Regions from separate parts of the Mus musculus genome. Here region 1 is linked to region 2. Evidence: chromatin contacts called from public Hi-C data. All regions are on one chromosome and are shown on one strand. Each heading gives the region's core, a stretch centred on a gene start, on an enhancer-like site or on the middle of the called end of the contact. The rest is flanking DNA. Distances are from core to core; before and after follow the strand shown.

Region 1 (7,159 bases), core at 2,527-5,026, 930 kb after region 2:
CAGATACAAACATGCACACACAGACACAAATGCATACTACCCACGAAAATGGGGGAATAAACAATGAGGAATATGAGCAAAGTTATGATCTGCCATGACTGTACAGAAGTAAGCCTTGTTAAATTAAATTACTCCTGCCCTTGAGCAGTAAACATAGCTACAGAAGATGTAAAAATGAAAAGCCAACCATTATGTATTAATTGAAACTAGTGCTATGACAGTTGAAGACAATGAAAGAGAAGGAAGAAATGAAACTTTGAAGAAAAGAGATAAAGAGCTTCAAAAGAAAGATGACTTGAATTAGACCTTGGAGGATATAAAGAATTTAGTATGTTAAAGTGTAAGTAAGGGAAATTGATTTACTTCTTCAATTTACTTTTTTCTATTATAAATGGGGAACCTTTTGGAACCTTTTTAACTAACGAGATAATTTAGGAAGTGTGGGGGAAGAGTCAAGTAAAAGTGACAAACAAGTGTTTAGTGTGTGTGCTCTATAGCATGGAAAGGGGGCGGAGCCTAAAGCACTAGCAATGAAGACAGCATGGAACTGAGGGGATGAAAGTCTTCAGAATGTGTAAATAAGGAAGACAGGGGCTGAAAAAGCCCACTCAGGATAAAGGGTGATGAGTTTTCTTCCAAATTCCAGGAAAATCATGGAAAAGTAGAAACAGGAAGAATGGGGGCTCAGAAAAATTTAACCTCCATGCTGGAATTACAATTAAGCCCAAACAAATATAAGGACTCTCTTAAAACAATCTAATAAAAATGAGAGGACTGAAAGTAATCAAGAAATTGAAAGAACTCTAGGACAAAAACACTGCCGTGTCTGGATGCTAAGGTGGTGGGAGGAGCCCTGTCCGAAAGGTCCTCATCAGAAGGAAGGAAATCAGAGACCCCTTGGTCTACCACTGGTGATGTAGAACCAGACGGAGGAAATCATAGGAGACCCTTGGTTCACCCTGGAACATCATTCTATTGCTTGTTCTACTTTCCTGTGGTTTTGAAAAGTTTCACAAGTTTTAGAAAACACAATGGACAGCTGAGGAAACGCAAGTGCTTAGAAAAAGATCAAAGTTCCCTCTCAGCCCTGGGGCAGTGCAGTTTGGGACAAAAATCATTGGTGCGGCCTTAGGTGCTCCTCACCGCCCCAAGTGAAGAAAAGTCATTGATAATAGTCACAAAATCATGATGCACAATGACACACCAACACTGTACTTTATTAGTTGCTATCATTGGGAAAATCAATTACTAATTTCCTTGACATAAATTTTATAGGTAGTATTTCCTCCAATCTTCATACTATTCTTAAAGCATGGTGCTAGATCTCAATTTCCCTGTTCTTGAGGAACAGTGAATAATGTATAATTATTGTATAAACTCAAGTTATTTCTGGCAAATGTCTAACCAGGTCTGCTGGTTCTATAGCAGGGGTTCGTTGCTACTAACTGATGAGCAGGGGGAATAGCTAGCTATACAGTGTGACACAGGAGTCAATGCTAGCTTCCTAAGCATGATTTCAGCATTTGGAAAGAAGTAATGTCTACGCCTCTCAATCCATGTATGAGTTTCAGAGTTTGAGACTGATGGGGTTGAAAACAATTGTCACTCGTTGCCCATCAAGGGACACCCTTCCCCGAAGCAGATCTAAATTCAAGGTCTTCAGTTTTACAAATATAAAGGTGATCTACTGAAAACAAATCCAGAGTGCCTTCAGGGGGAACAGGACACAGATGCCTTTGCTGGTTCACATCTTCCATGGCCACAGACAAGGGTTCCCTCTTGCTCCACTCGTAGCTAGGAAGGCAATATGCATGCTCCCACCAGTCCCTGGTCATAATGACAAATCAGACATTAAATCTATTGGGCAGCTTCATCCATCTTGCTACCCCTTCAGTTAACTTTGACCTCTAGGTATTGCTACAAACAGCTAACACAACACCCCTGTGACAGTGCAGTAACAAACAACTGAGCTCTATCTTTTAGTTCTGTTGCCTGGGCACAAGGTAATCTGACTGCAGTCACGCAGTGTATAGACTTCTCCATGAAGAATGATGCCTGGTGTGGTGTGATCTGAACCTTCCCACAGAAACTGTAAGAATGGGTAGCCCACTTTGCCTGCTGGAACTGAAGCCTCGCTTTCTCATTCTTTAAAAATCTACTTTGTATTCCTGGTGTTGGTAATAAATAAATATGTTACCTTGAAGAATAATTTAGCTCAGCCAATTTCTCTAGAACCTATGTAAGCTTTTCTATCTCTCTCAAATCTAATACTACCCAGATTTTCAAATTGTAAGAGATTAGTTTGAGATTATTTAAGGCATTTGGTCTATAGTACTTTCGTATGACAAACCAAAAGAAAAATGATGCATAACTAAGAAAGCTTGCTATATAAACGTTTTATGTTGCAAATCTTTCATAGTGATAAATATGTGATTTTCCCCTCTGTCTGATGATTTCTCTTTTTTGGTAATTGGATAATAATATATGTACAGAAGTCAAAAATGTATATGTTGAGATCTAACCTCAAAGTGATGGCTTTAGGAGAGGGTGAACTTTGAGAGATGCTGTGGCTGTAAATGCTCTCACAAGTGTAATTAGCATCCTTCTCAGAGAGCCTGATGAAGCAGATATCTCCTTCCATTAATAGCTGTGAGAGCAGAGGCATAGCTTATGGTCCATAAAGCCCAAACCAGACACTTAGTGCCCTGGTGTTTCAGTCTTGGTAGTTCCCAAGACTGAAACTACAAGGCATGTAAGATTTGTGTTGTTTTATACATTTTAAAAAACTGGACTCAGCTCTTCTCTAGGGTAATGGCAACCTGATTTGTTAAAATATTTTTTTAATTTTTAAAAAATGTATCATACATAAGTAAACGTGACTCTAAAGTCCAATATTATGTATTAGCAGAATTGGTTCCTTATGAGGAATTCTCCTAATGGTCGACTATAGGCTGAAAGGTAAGCCAAGTAAGTGTTTTCATATTAAAAAGAAAGAAAGAAAAAGAAAGAAAGGAAGAAAGAAAAATGGAAGAAAAAGGAAGGGAAGGGAAGGGAAGGGAAGGGAAGGGAAGGGAAGGGAAGGGAAGGGAAGGGAAGGGAAGGGAAGGGAAGGGAAGGGAAGGGAAGGGAAGGGAAGGGAAGGGAAGGGAAGGGAAGAAAAAAAGAAAGAAAGAAAGAAAGAAAGAAAGAAAGAAAGAAAGAAAGAAAGAAAGAAAGAAAGAAAGAAAGAAAGAAAGAAAGAAAGAAAAAAGAAAGAAAGAAAGAAAAAGAATATTCTCACAGTTCTTCTAGGCCTTCATGTCTGAAGATTCACACGTTGTAAAGAACTCTGGCCCCTTTCCTGTTCTGGGCAAAGTATAGTCCTCACAAAGTAATTTTATAAACTTTTATGATTTCAGGGATGCTTATTTCAGTTTCTCCACATTCACATCTCTCCTATGTACAGACATAGTCAATGCTTTAACTGGCCACTGTCTTGACATAAGTACCAAAAAGGAAAATAAAGTTGTGGATATCCCAGCAAAAATACTCCCACTTGTGCATGCAGAGAGGCCAAACAGTATTTACAGAGCTTGAAGATGAGAGCAAATGAGAGCAGCTAGGAGAGGAAGGTGAGGACCACGCCCTGGGTGCCTCTCAGTGAAGCTCCTCTCCAAACAGAACAGGGCCTCTGGGTGAAATTCAATTAACAGGGGGAGGTGCTCATGAGGAAATGGGGTGCTCAGATGTCTGCAAGTTAGGGCATCGGGTTCAGATGCAATAATGCTCCTTCCTGGTAAAATAGACATGCTGCTCTCTAGAGGCTCCATGGAAGAATGGCACAATGTGGGAATGGAAGCAAGGCGAGGTAAGGCTGGTCCTCAATGCTTTTTGACTTACCTTACACATTTAGTGCTATACTGAAATGTAAGTAAATACCTTTAGGAGGGATTTCTGCACTTGATGCCAGCAATAACTGTCTGGAAACAGAGTTACAGATCTTTCCTAGTTATTTTATGTGCACTTTAAAAGTTTATTGATATATGCTTATAAATTTAGCCAGTTAAAATGTTTTAATTAAGTTAACTTAATTAAATATTATATTTAAACCAGATTGTATAACTGTTACCACAATCCACATTTAAAACATTTCAAATATTTCAGTAAATTCTCTCCTGCCTAATCCCTATTCCAACCCCAGGTTCTGAAAACCACAAATCTATTTTGTACCTCTATAGATATGAGTTATATTTCATGTTTAAATACAGCAGCTTGGAAACAAAGAAATCAAAACATCACCATGAAGATGTGTTTTTCTTCAAAGTGTCTTTCTTTTTCAAAGTGATCAATATAACTAAATGAGATTCAGCTACCTCACTGAACCAAGTTTCTGGGGCTGTTTTTGCAAACCCAGTTCCTAGGGTCTGACACATTTTAACCCTGGGAAGATCCAGGGCTGATGGTATAGCTGTCGCTAGTGTCTTTCAGAAAAGTCTGCAACATTCCACAGCAAACTAAAGCTTCACTGGTTAACAAGTGGGAAGAATTCATGGTAGATGCTCTAAACTGGACCTCTAGACCACCCCTCCAAACTACAGAGAACATTGCCAAAGGGGATAGAAAGGATAAAAGAGTGAAAAGATGGAGAGATACGCCATAGGAAAGGATATCCCCTGCACATGATATGGCCATTCATGTATTCACTGTAATCCAGGCCATCTGCAGAAGACATGCACAAGACTGGGCTTGCCCACATTTCACCCACTGATGGAGTAGGAACCCAGAAGACTACTGTGCTATCTCCTTATTCAAGGAGAAGGTGTTCTTTTCTGCAGTGGTGAAGCAGCCCTTGCTCCAGTAAATAACCTCCGACCCTTGGTAAGAAACTCTAACTAAACACAGTGAGCCACACACCAAAATAATGAATTGAAGTGTTGGTGGGATCTTGTTGTGGAAAGGGGTTTCAAAGTAAGAGGGAGGATAGAAGAGTGTGGGATGAGCATGACCAAAGTAATTTATACAAAAAGAAGATGCCAGGCAACAAAAACTTTAAAAGGAGTCATGATTTTAGTATTTACCTTCATCAGGAATGATGGGGGAAAAATCCCTTTTAAAAATTAAAACTAGATTCTTCTCTTGTATAAAAGATCCCAACCTAAGTTCCCCCTCCCTCCACTTCTGCAACCTCCTCACCATCTCCCCTCTCCCCAGATTCACTCCCCCTCTGTTTCCTCCTCAGAAAAGAGAAAGCCTCTAAGAGATGACAGCCAGACAGGACAAAACAAGATACAGTAAGACAAGGCAGAAGCCCTCGTACTGAGACAATCCAGTAGGAGGAAAAGAGACCCAAGAGCAGGCAAAGGGGAGATAGATAGTCCTGCTCCCACTGTCAGGACTTCTACACCACCACCCAGCTAACAGCCATAACATATATCCAAGAGACCTGGTACAGACCCATGCATTTTTACCTGAACATTTTTGAATGTTAAACTATCCCTTTCTCTACTAATGAACCAATCTCTACTTTAAACTGGTCACAATCATTTGAGTCTGAGAGATATTACCTAGACATAGGCACCCTACTGAAAACAGAGATCTACCAGGAACCGAGATTCTTGTGGCATTAACTGCAAAGCTTACAAATTCTCTGCTGGGGTTGGACAGTGGCTCTGAAACATGTGGTTAGTCTGGGAAGTGTCACTGCACCAGAGCTGACTTCTTCCTAAAGGAGATGTACCATGTGTGAGAGTGGTGGGGCCACCCTCAGGTCACAGCCCACTGTGGCGGTCTGTGATCCATAAGATGTAAGAGTTATTTTTCCAAGGTCTAGAACCAGCATGTCTGTCTGAGAACACAGACTGGAGCAGAGATTTTTTTTTTTATCAATTTACAATTTTTTTTATCATGTGCTCCTCAAATCCCTGGGGCCATGTGAGGTCCAGTTTGTTTCCAAACATAAGGGCCAAGGCAAAACAATTTCCAGTCTCTCTCAAAGAAAAAATACGAAAGCTGCATCAGGTTCCGGGATGTGCTGAGCTCTGTGGCTGTCTCTGGTGCCTTAAGAACACTGCCGGGTAGGCAGCAGCCTCTCAAGAGGTCTGACTATAGGTAACAGATGAAAACTAGATTCTGAAATCACAGCAAGGCGGAGGTGCAGCCAATTAGAGTCTGGATTAACAGAATAAAGCAAATCAAACTAAACAAAAAAAGAAAAAATAGCAAGGATTTAATGGTTTGACTTTCTTGCCTTTTTAAAAAACTTTAAAGCATTATCAGTTTGGGAACAGTGTATCTTTGTGAATCAAAACCAATGTAATTAATTAACATAACTTGGTCCACTGATTCACCTCCAACAAACAACATGGAAAGGCCCAGGTCTGTACAGTAATGGCAGCTAACACATCTCTTCTCTTCCAAACATCATGGAGCAGTTTTATAAACATCAACTTGTATTAATTTAAACCAAATATTAAAACCAAACTTTTTTCCTAGGTGGTAAAGCTTGTCTGCATATTTTCATTATTACAAAATGGTTGCCTTTAGTCCATAAACTACAAGGGCATAGTAAGGTCACAACGGAGTGGCAAACACAGTAAATTAGAAGGAAAGTAACCAGAGCCTGTATTTAGCATGATTCTTTTCACCTGGAAGTAAATGAGTATACACAGTCCATTGATTAGTGCTGATTTGAAATGGAGTTTCTATTTAAATGATTCTTCTAAACTCTGTTTTATAGCAAAAATTTAAAGTATTTTTTTCTTTATGGTTTTTTTTTATCATCTGAAAATATACAACCCAGGCTTTGCCAAGTGCAAATGTGAAATTTAATTTGAAGCCATTCTTGATTTAGCTTGCACATATACTAACATCAGAAGACAAGAATGCAAAGTGATCTGCTATCTGGAATTGGAAGATAACACAAAAAAAGAAAAAGAAAGAAAGAAAGAAAGAGGAAGGAAGAAAAAGGAAGGAGGAGGAGGGGTAGGAGGAGGAGGAGGGGGGGAGGAGGAGGAGGAGGAGGAGGAGGAGGAGGAGGAGGAGGAGGAGGAGGAGGAGGAGGAGGAGGAGGAGGAGGCCTGTATTGTGCTTGACTCCAGAAGTCTGCCCTAAGTACCATGCAGGATGGTGGAAAGCAAATGCCTGAGTTCACAGTGCCTGCCCCTTTCCTATCAAGCACAAA
Region 2 (6,760 bases), core at 1,706-4,205:
GATCTTGAGCGCTCTTTCTTAATATCATTAGAGTGAGCTGACGAAAATAGTATTTGTATATTTGGTTAAAGATGCAGTGTAAATAGAACTTTCACACAAAGGAATTTCTCACTAGTAATTTGTATTTTCCTCCAACTTTAGGATTGTAGTATTTAGCAATTAAGGAGTTTCCATGAGTATATGCCCTTAAGAAAGAATGAGTTCAAATATGAAAAACAATTTAAAATTTTGGCAATGTAAAATGACTGAAGATTTATGTCAATATAAAATTTCTCTATGTATAAAGGGCTTTGACAGCTATTATATCATTTGCTTCTCTCAACAGCCCTGGCTGGCAAAGAAGTGCTATTTTTTCCCATTTCCCAGATGTAAGAGTCCAAGGCTCCAAATGTTTGCATGCCTTGCCTTTGAACAATGTTCTACTTAACCGGTGAGACTTGAACTCAGTTTTGTCTGATTCCAATGGTCTCTCTTTCCTACATCATTTGCCAAAGTAGCTAAGCTCAAAAGATGAAAGGTGACTAGTTCTTTCCAAAATTAGAAGTGAAATGATACACTATTTCAATGCATTTTATTCTGCTTTAAATGAAGAAACAAAAGTTCTGGATTATTTACATGCAGAAAAAAAATTTTCTTCCTCAGTTTGATGCTTTTTCCAATCGAAGAGATTTAGGGACGTGGCTTCAGGAATGATGGCGGACGTCAACATTCAAACCCGTCAATAAAGTCTTTGAGTGTCTCAGTTGTCACTGAAATTCAAAATCTCTGTGTTTCTTCTGGTTAATTAATATTGTTTTAAATAAACCTGGAAGAACTTCTTTGAGAAAAGAAAGAAAGAAAAAGAAAGAGAAAGGAATCTAAGATTGAATGGAATTTACAAGCTCATTTGAAGAAGTCTCCACTGTTTTTTCCTTACGAATGTAATGCGTCCCCAGATGGCAGTCTTTGTAGTTTGTGGCCCTGATTCAAAAGGCATATTAACTGCTATTCTCCAAGCTGCATCGAGCATTTACAGGCCTCCCCACAGAATGGGTTCAGTAGTAATTAAAATAACACCCTTCCTCCGGGTGAAGTTACACTGGGGAGCCCTGGGATGTTTTTCTTTCCTTCCTTTGGGTAAATCCCCCCTCAAGTCCAAATATGAAAAAAAATTGAAATGGTGTTTAAAAGAAAGAAGTTGGAGTTAAAGAGGGGTTAGGTAAGAGGAGAGGCACACAAAATAATATCACCAATGTTCCATAAATTATGGTCAAATTCTCTACCACTGATAGACAAATAGGTCTAAAAAAAAAAAAAAAAGGAAAGAAAAAGAAAGAATGAAAGAAAGAACGGGAAAATATCATTCACTCACTGTAGCAGCAGGAAATCAAGGAAAGAAAATAAACAGGCCTGGAATTGAGTGCCTTTAAGCTCTAGTCAGACAGTTTCGCTCTGTGTATTTGTGTGCTGGTAAATGGCGAAGGGGAGGCAAAGGGATGGGGGCTTATGGGATTCTCGGGACTCCCACAGCTACCAGGCCAGCTGTACAAACACGCACAAGCTTTGTTGAGGTACGGTGAGGAACAGGCTGAAGCTGCCGCGCTATCTGACCTATAAATCCCTCCCAAAAGCTGTACTTGAAGGGAAGCCAGGAGTCCTGTGTAAATGTTTCCTCCAGCCAGAAGCTGGTTGTCGGTCACCTCTGCCAGGTCTCTGTCTGTCTCTCAGTGGCTACTCTAGCCGGCTATATTTGAAGTAGCACAGCTAGCTACACGTGTAAATGACAATCTTAAATTCTGCTTCCCCTCTAGACCAAACAAAAAGGAAATAAAGACTCAAAAACTCCACCTCCCTGACTTGTATTTTGTAGCAAATTGTCCACAATTAGGAACAATCTCTTTAGGCGAAGCTGCAGAGCTTTAAAATATTCCATTTCAAATGCAGTAAGTGAATGAGCTTAATGCCTTGACATCCTTAAATATACGCTTCTGTAAACATCGTGGACCCCGTGGATCTGAACCCTGTGCCCCAAGCAACATTGCTTCCTTTGTCCCTTTTTTTCGCTCTGTCTTTTGTGACTCACAATCTCAATCTCATCGCAGTCGGAGCATCTTGACTGCAATCAGCCCACGGACCTAAATTGCTAACCCCAAGGAGAAACTTGCAAGGTTTCGTTCTCTTTTCTAAACATTTCTGAACTTCATGTGACCTCCTTTTATGAAGTCTCCAATTGGCATCCAAACACCTTAAACATCATGCAATCACTAAGCCATATATAGACCATTAAAAACTAGGAGAAAGCTATGTTAAAAAAAAAAAAAAGACAAGTGAAACAGATTAAATTTAAGTAGAAAATAGCTTTTGTAAACACTGAGAAAGCCAGCAGTGACTCAATGTTTAAAATACTTAGAAACGACTTTAGAGTTAAAAAAAAAAAAAAAAAAAAAAACAAAAAACCCGGAGGGAAAGCAAAAGGACAATCCGCACTGCAAACAGAAGGCGCGCACCCAGAGAGCTAGCTGCTCACCTATGTGTGGCTTGCTCTGAGAATTTAGAGGTATATACTTTTGGTAGCATTCAAACCTATTAGATACATATCGATATTAATCAAAAGTTACATCCCCCCCCCCCCCGGAGATAACATTCTGGAATAATCGGAAGGTTTACTGAGCCTTTCCAGCCTGCTCATCACTAGGCTATGCCCTGGACTGGAAAGAGGAAAATTATTGACCTTGCCATCTTACCAGAACCTGTGCTCAAGAAGGGGCATAACAAAACCACAGCACAGAAAGCCCAGCCCTTGTAAGAGTGAGAAGCAGAACAGCAGAGACAAGCAGGAAAGACTCACAGACAGGGAGTTAATAAAATATCCCAGAACATCATGGTCTTTTTATAATACATCCCACGATAACTGTGAAAAACTCCCATCCCATTAAAATAAGGATGAAGTGAGCATCGAGGGATGGCTTGTAGCGAAAGAGCTGCCGCCATGTGAGTCATCTCTTGTGAAGTGTTTAGCTCAGCACAGCCAACCTAAGAGGAGCCCTGGAGCCCTGACTCCTGGCTCCCGTTCAGAACGCAGGATCTGCTCATTTAGATTACACAAAGTAGCAAATAAACTTGCAGAGTATACAGCTTCATGCCTCTTGCTGCAGCCTTTTTAAGTGAAGAAGTCAAGTTTTAGCCGGTCTCTAAGAACTCCAAACAGTCTGGTAATACCATTCTATTATTTCATTATTATTTTTTCTAAACCACTGCGACAAAATTGCTGAGATAATCAAACTTAGAAGCAGGAAAAAGAAATCACTTGGGCTCATGTTTTGAAAGATTTCAGGCTGTGGTCACTTGGCCACACTGCTTTTGAACTTGCTCTGAGGGAGAAGAACATGCATCGTGGAAGGCGCTATGAGGTAAGCTTCCTGACTCTCTGGAAGCCGGAAAGCAGAGCGAGATTTAGGAAGGGCAAGAGACAGGTGTCCCGCAGAGGATTACAGCTTGAGGAGGCATCATGGGATAGGCTTCCTTTACACTAGTGCACACTTTCTTTCTTTTGTTTTGTTTTGAGGGACATCTGGGTTCTTTAGATTAACAAAGAGGTTTTTTTTTTTTTTAATTAGATATTTTCTTTATTTACATTTCAAATGCTATCCCAAAAGTTCCCTGTACCCTCCCCCTGCCCTGCTCCCCTACCCACTCACTCCCACTTCTTGGCCCTGGCGTTCCCCCGTTCTGGGGCATATAAAGTTTGCAAGACCAAGGGGCCTATCTTCCCAATGATGGCTGACTAGGCCATCTTATGATACATATGCAGCTAGAGACACAGCGAGCTCTGGGGGTAATGGTTAGTTCCTATTGTTGTTTCTCCTATACAGTTGCAGACACCTTCAGCTCCTCGGGTACTTTCTCTAGCTCCTCCATTGGGGGCCCTGTGTTCCATCCAATAGATGACTGTAAGCATCCACTTCTGTATTTGCCAGGACACATGTTTCACTATGTTCATAGCAGCCTTATTTATAATAACCAGAAGCTGGAAAGAACCCAGATGTCCCTCAACAAAAGAATGGATACAGAAAATGTGGTACATTTACACAATGGGGTACTACTTAGCCGCCACTTTCAAACTGTTGCCTCACCTCCCTATAGCATCACAGACATGGTTTCAAGCCTTTAACGAATGGGGGCGGGGGGCATGGGGGACTTTTGGGACAGCATTGGAAATGTAAATGAGGAAAATACCTAATTAAAAAAAAGATTAAAAAGGAAAAACTCCATCTTTCAATTAAAACTAAAGACTATTAACACTGAGCATGTCCTTTTTAAGTTGTCTCTTCTGTTTATACATTCTCTGAGCTGTTTATATCTGCGTGGCTTTGAGCACTGATGCAAGCATACTTACCTGCTGGGCTAGCCTCCAGCCCAATGGCTTGTTGTTGTTGTTGTTGTTGTTGTTGTTGTTTTTAGCAGAAAAAATACGCAGACCAATATTTAGAACACTCAGTTGCTTTACTGAATCTTTGTGTTTATTGATGCTTCCCAACTGCTCTCTGCTTTGCTGGATTCATATTTAAAGTAGAAAAGTAGCTAATATGTACAAAGACACTCTAAAGTATACTACGATTTTACTGAAAGCATACTTTTAAAACACGAATTAATCACCAAAATAGAAAATGTTGGAAAGCATTAAAATACATTAATTCACCCAATGTCAAATGTAATGCTTTTAATTTTCATTGTATTTATACTCATCATATTTGTTAAACACCAAATTAAAACTATTAAAATTATTTCGAGTTTCTCTGCACTTTATCACTGTAATTTTGGCCAAACAAATAGAGCAAAGTATGTTGGAATTTCAACATAATAGGATCAATAACGCTGGCTACTTTTCTCCCTTGTGATGTAAGGCAGTGAACAGATTGTTCAGTGAGTAGTAGATGCCCTTTCCTTACACCTGGATATGTGCTGACATCTGGATACCTTAGTGTTGCTGCATACTACATCGTAATGTTTGAATGTCATGATTTATAAGCTATTCCACACTACATGTGTTTTTTTTTCTAAATTCTGATTATTCAATCATAATAACTGTGCAAAGAAATAGATTCTGTGACTGACTACATCCTGCATCTTCATCCTCCCATCTCTTTCTCCCCAAATTCTTTTCTCTTCAAGTTTAAAGTAAGTCCTCCAATTTCAGGCCCTTTCCCTTTCAGTTTTCACAAATAAGAGAAAACGTGAAATGTTTTCCTTTCTATATCTAGATGATGTCACTTAACAGGATGCCTTCCACATTCATCCATTTTTCTGTAAATTATATTATTTCATCAGATATCCTCAGAGTAGACTGGCTGGATCTTGGCAGGTTTTTTTTTTTTCTTCCTCTTCTTTTTTCTTTTGAAAATTTACATAGTGTTTTCACTAATATGCACCTATATCCTCTCTAACAGTTATTATGTGGGGATGTATTTTGCTTTTTAAGTATTTTTCTATCTTTTTTTTATATATAAAACCAATCTAACTAGAATGAGATGGCATCTTGTCATATATTTGCATTTCCCTGATGGCAGATGAAAATAAACATTTTTCTTTGTTCACTGGCCTTTCGTATTTCTTCTTTTGAAATGTTTATTCAGGTCACCTCCACACTATATTGATCCCAGTACCATTCACAGAAGCTAAGTAATAGGACCAAGCTACGTGTCTATCAGGACAGGAGTGGAGTTCATGCTATATGTATTATATTCTATATGTATGTATTATGTGTTGTGGATAATGTGGCATATATGCACACTAGAATGCTTTTCAGCTATAAAACAAAGTATGTTGGCAGGGACATAGCATCATCTTACACAGATCAAGTTTGTCTCAGGAAGGCAAGCATCACACATTTTCTCTCATTTGCAGTTCCTTGATGTTATGCAGACACATGAAATCATCAATATAAAAATGAAACTGTCTAGGGGAACAAAGTGGGTATGTGTGGGAGGGGTGAAGTAGAAGGCAAAGAGTGTGACGCAGAGTGTTCAAAGAGCATTACTTACCTGCAGAGCATTGACTCATATAAAAAACTTAAGAACTCATCAAATTATTTTCCATTTATAGATTAGCTTGCGCATTCTTGTGTGCTGTGCATTTTGGGTTCTTATTCATTTAGAATGTCAACCTTCTCCAGATGAATGGCTAGCACAGATTCCCTGCCATTCTGCAAGTTCACTCGTCAGCCTGTTCACTCCTTTTCTTTGCTGTGCACAGCTTTATAGGTCATGTGATGCCATTTAACCTATTCTTAGTTCTATTTCATGCTCTAATCCATAGTTTCATTGAGAGATGCTATATGGTCTTTCTGATTCTCCTTCATAATACCTACATCCTGTTATTCCCCTCCCTACCCCATAAGATACTAATCTTAATTAGTACTTATATTCACTTGACAATTTAGAATTAATCATTAAAGATTACCTCACGCCAGCATTATATATGTATATATAATATATCATATATATATATAATATACACATATATATGTAATATGTAACATATATGTCAATATATGCTCCAATACAGTACAAATGCTTTGTGAAATTGCAGTCTGAGGATAGGAGATTTGCTGTTTCTTGAGTGACTATTCTCAATGAATTCAAAATTCTAGATATGTCCCATATTCCTGGAACTCCAGAGAGTCCCTGGCTATGTGAAGTAGGTATGTACACTTTCTGACTGAGCCATGATATGTGTGGCCTTTGTTCTTCTAGAGTCCTACTTCAATCAGACCGTTCCATTT

What was found. A called contact is a pair of places that touch in the nucleus more often than the background predicts.
Region 1: a contact with region 2 is called in a Hi-C map of the N1E-115 cell line, with 6 times the contacts expected there. The contact joins two enhancer-like sites. A contact is called at or near these places in 3 of 484 Hi-C or Micro-C datasets (the N1E-115 cell line and uterus).

Annotation. Positions count from the first base shown.
Region 1 is chr12:34,650,050-34,657,208 of GRCm38.p6, forward strand. All of the region lies in intron 3 of Hdac9 (histone deacetylase 9), which reads right to left. Among named protein-coding and RNA genes, the nearest start is that of Gm46347, 130 kb to the right of the region's middle. Within about 2 kb of position 3,777, at least 6 of the 459 cell types and tissues checked have an H3K27ac peak or open chromatin away from gene starts, as enhancers often do. A contact at or near this core is called in the N1E-115 cell line, where this site is marked.
Region 2 is chr12:33,716,261-33,723,020 of GRCm38.p6, forward strand. No RefSeq gene overlaps it. Among named protein-coding and RNA genes, the nearest start is that of Ferd3l, 210 kb to the right of the region's middle. Within about 2 kb of position 2,956, at least 19 of the 459 cell types and tissues checked have an H3K27ac peak or open chromatin away from gene starts, as enhancers often do. A contact at or near this core is called in the N1E-115 cell line, where this site is marked.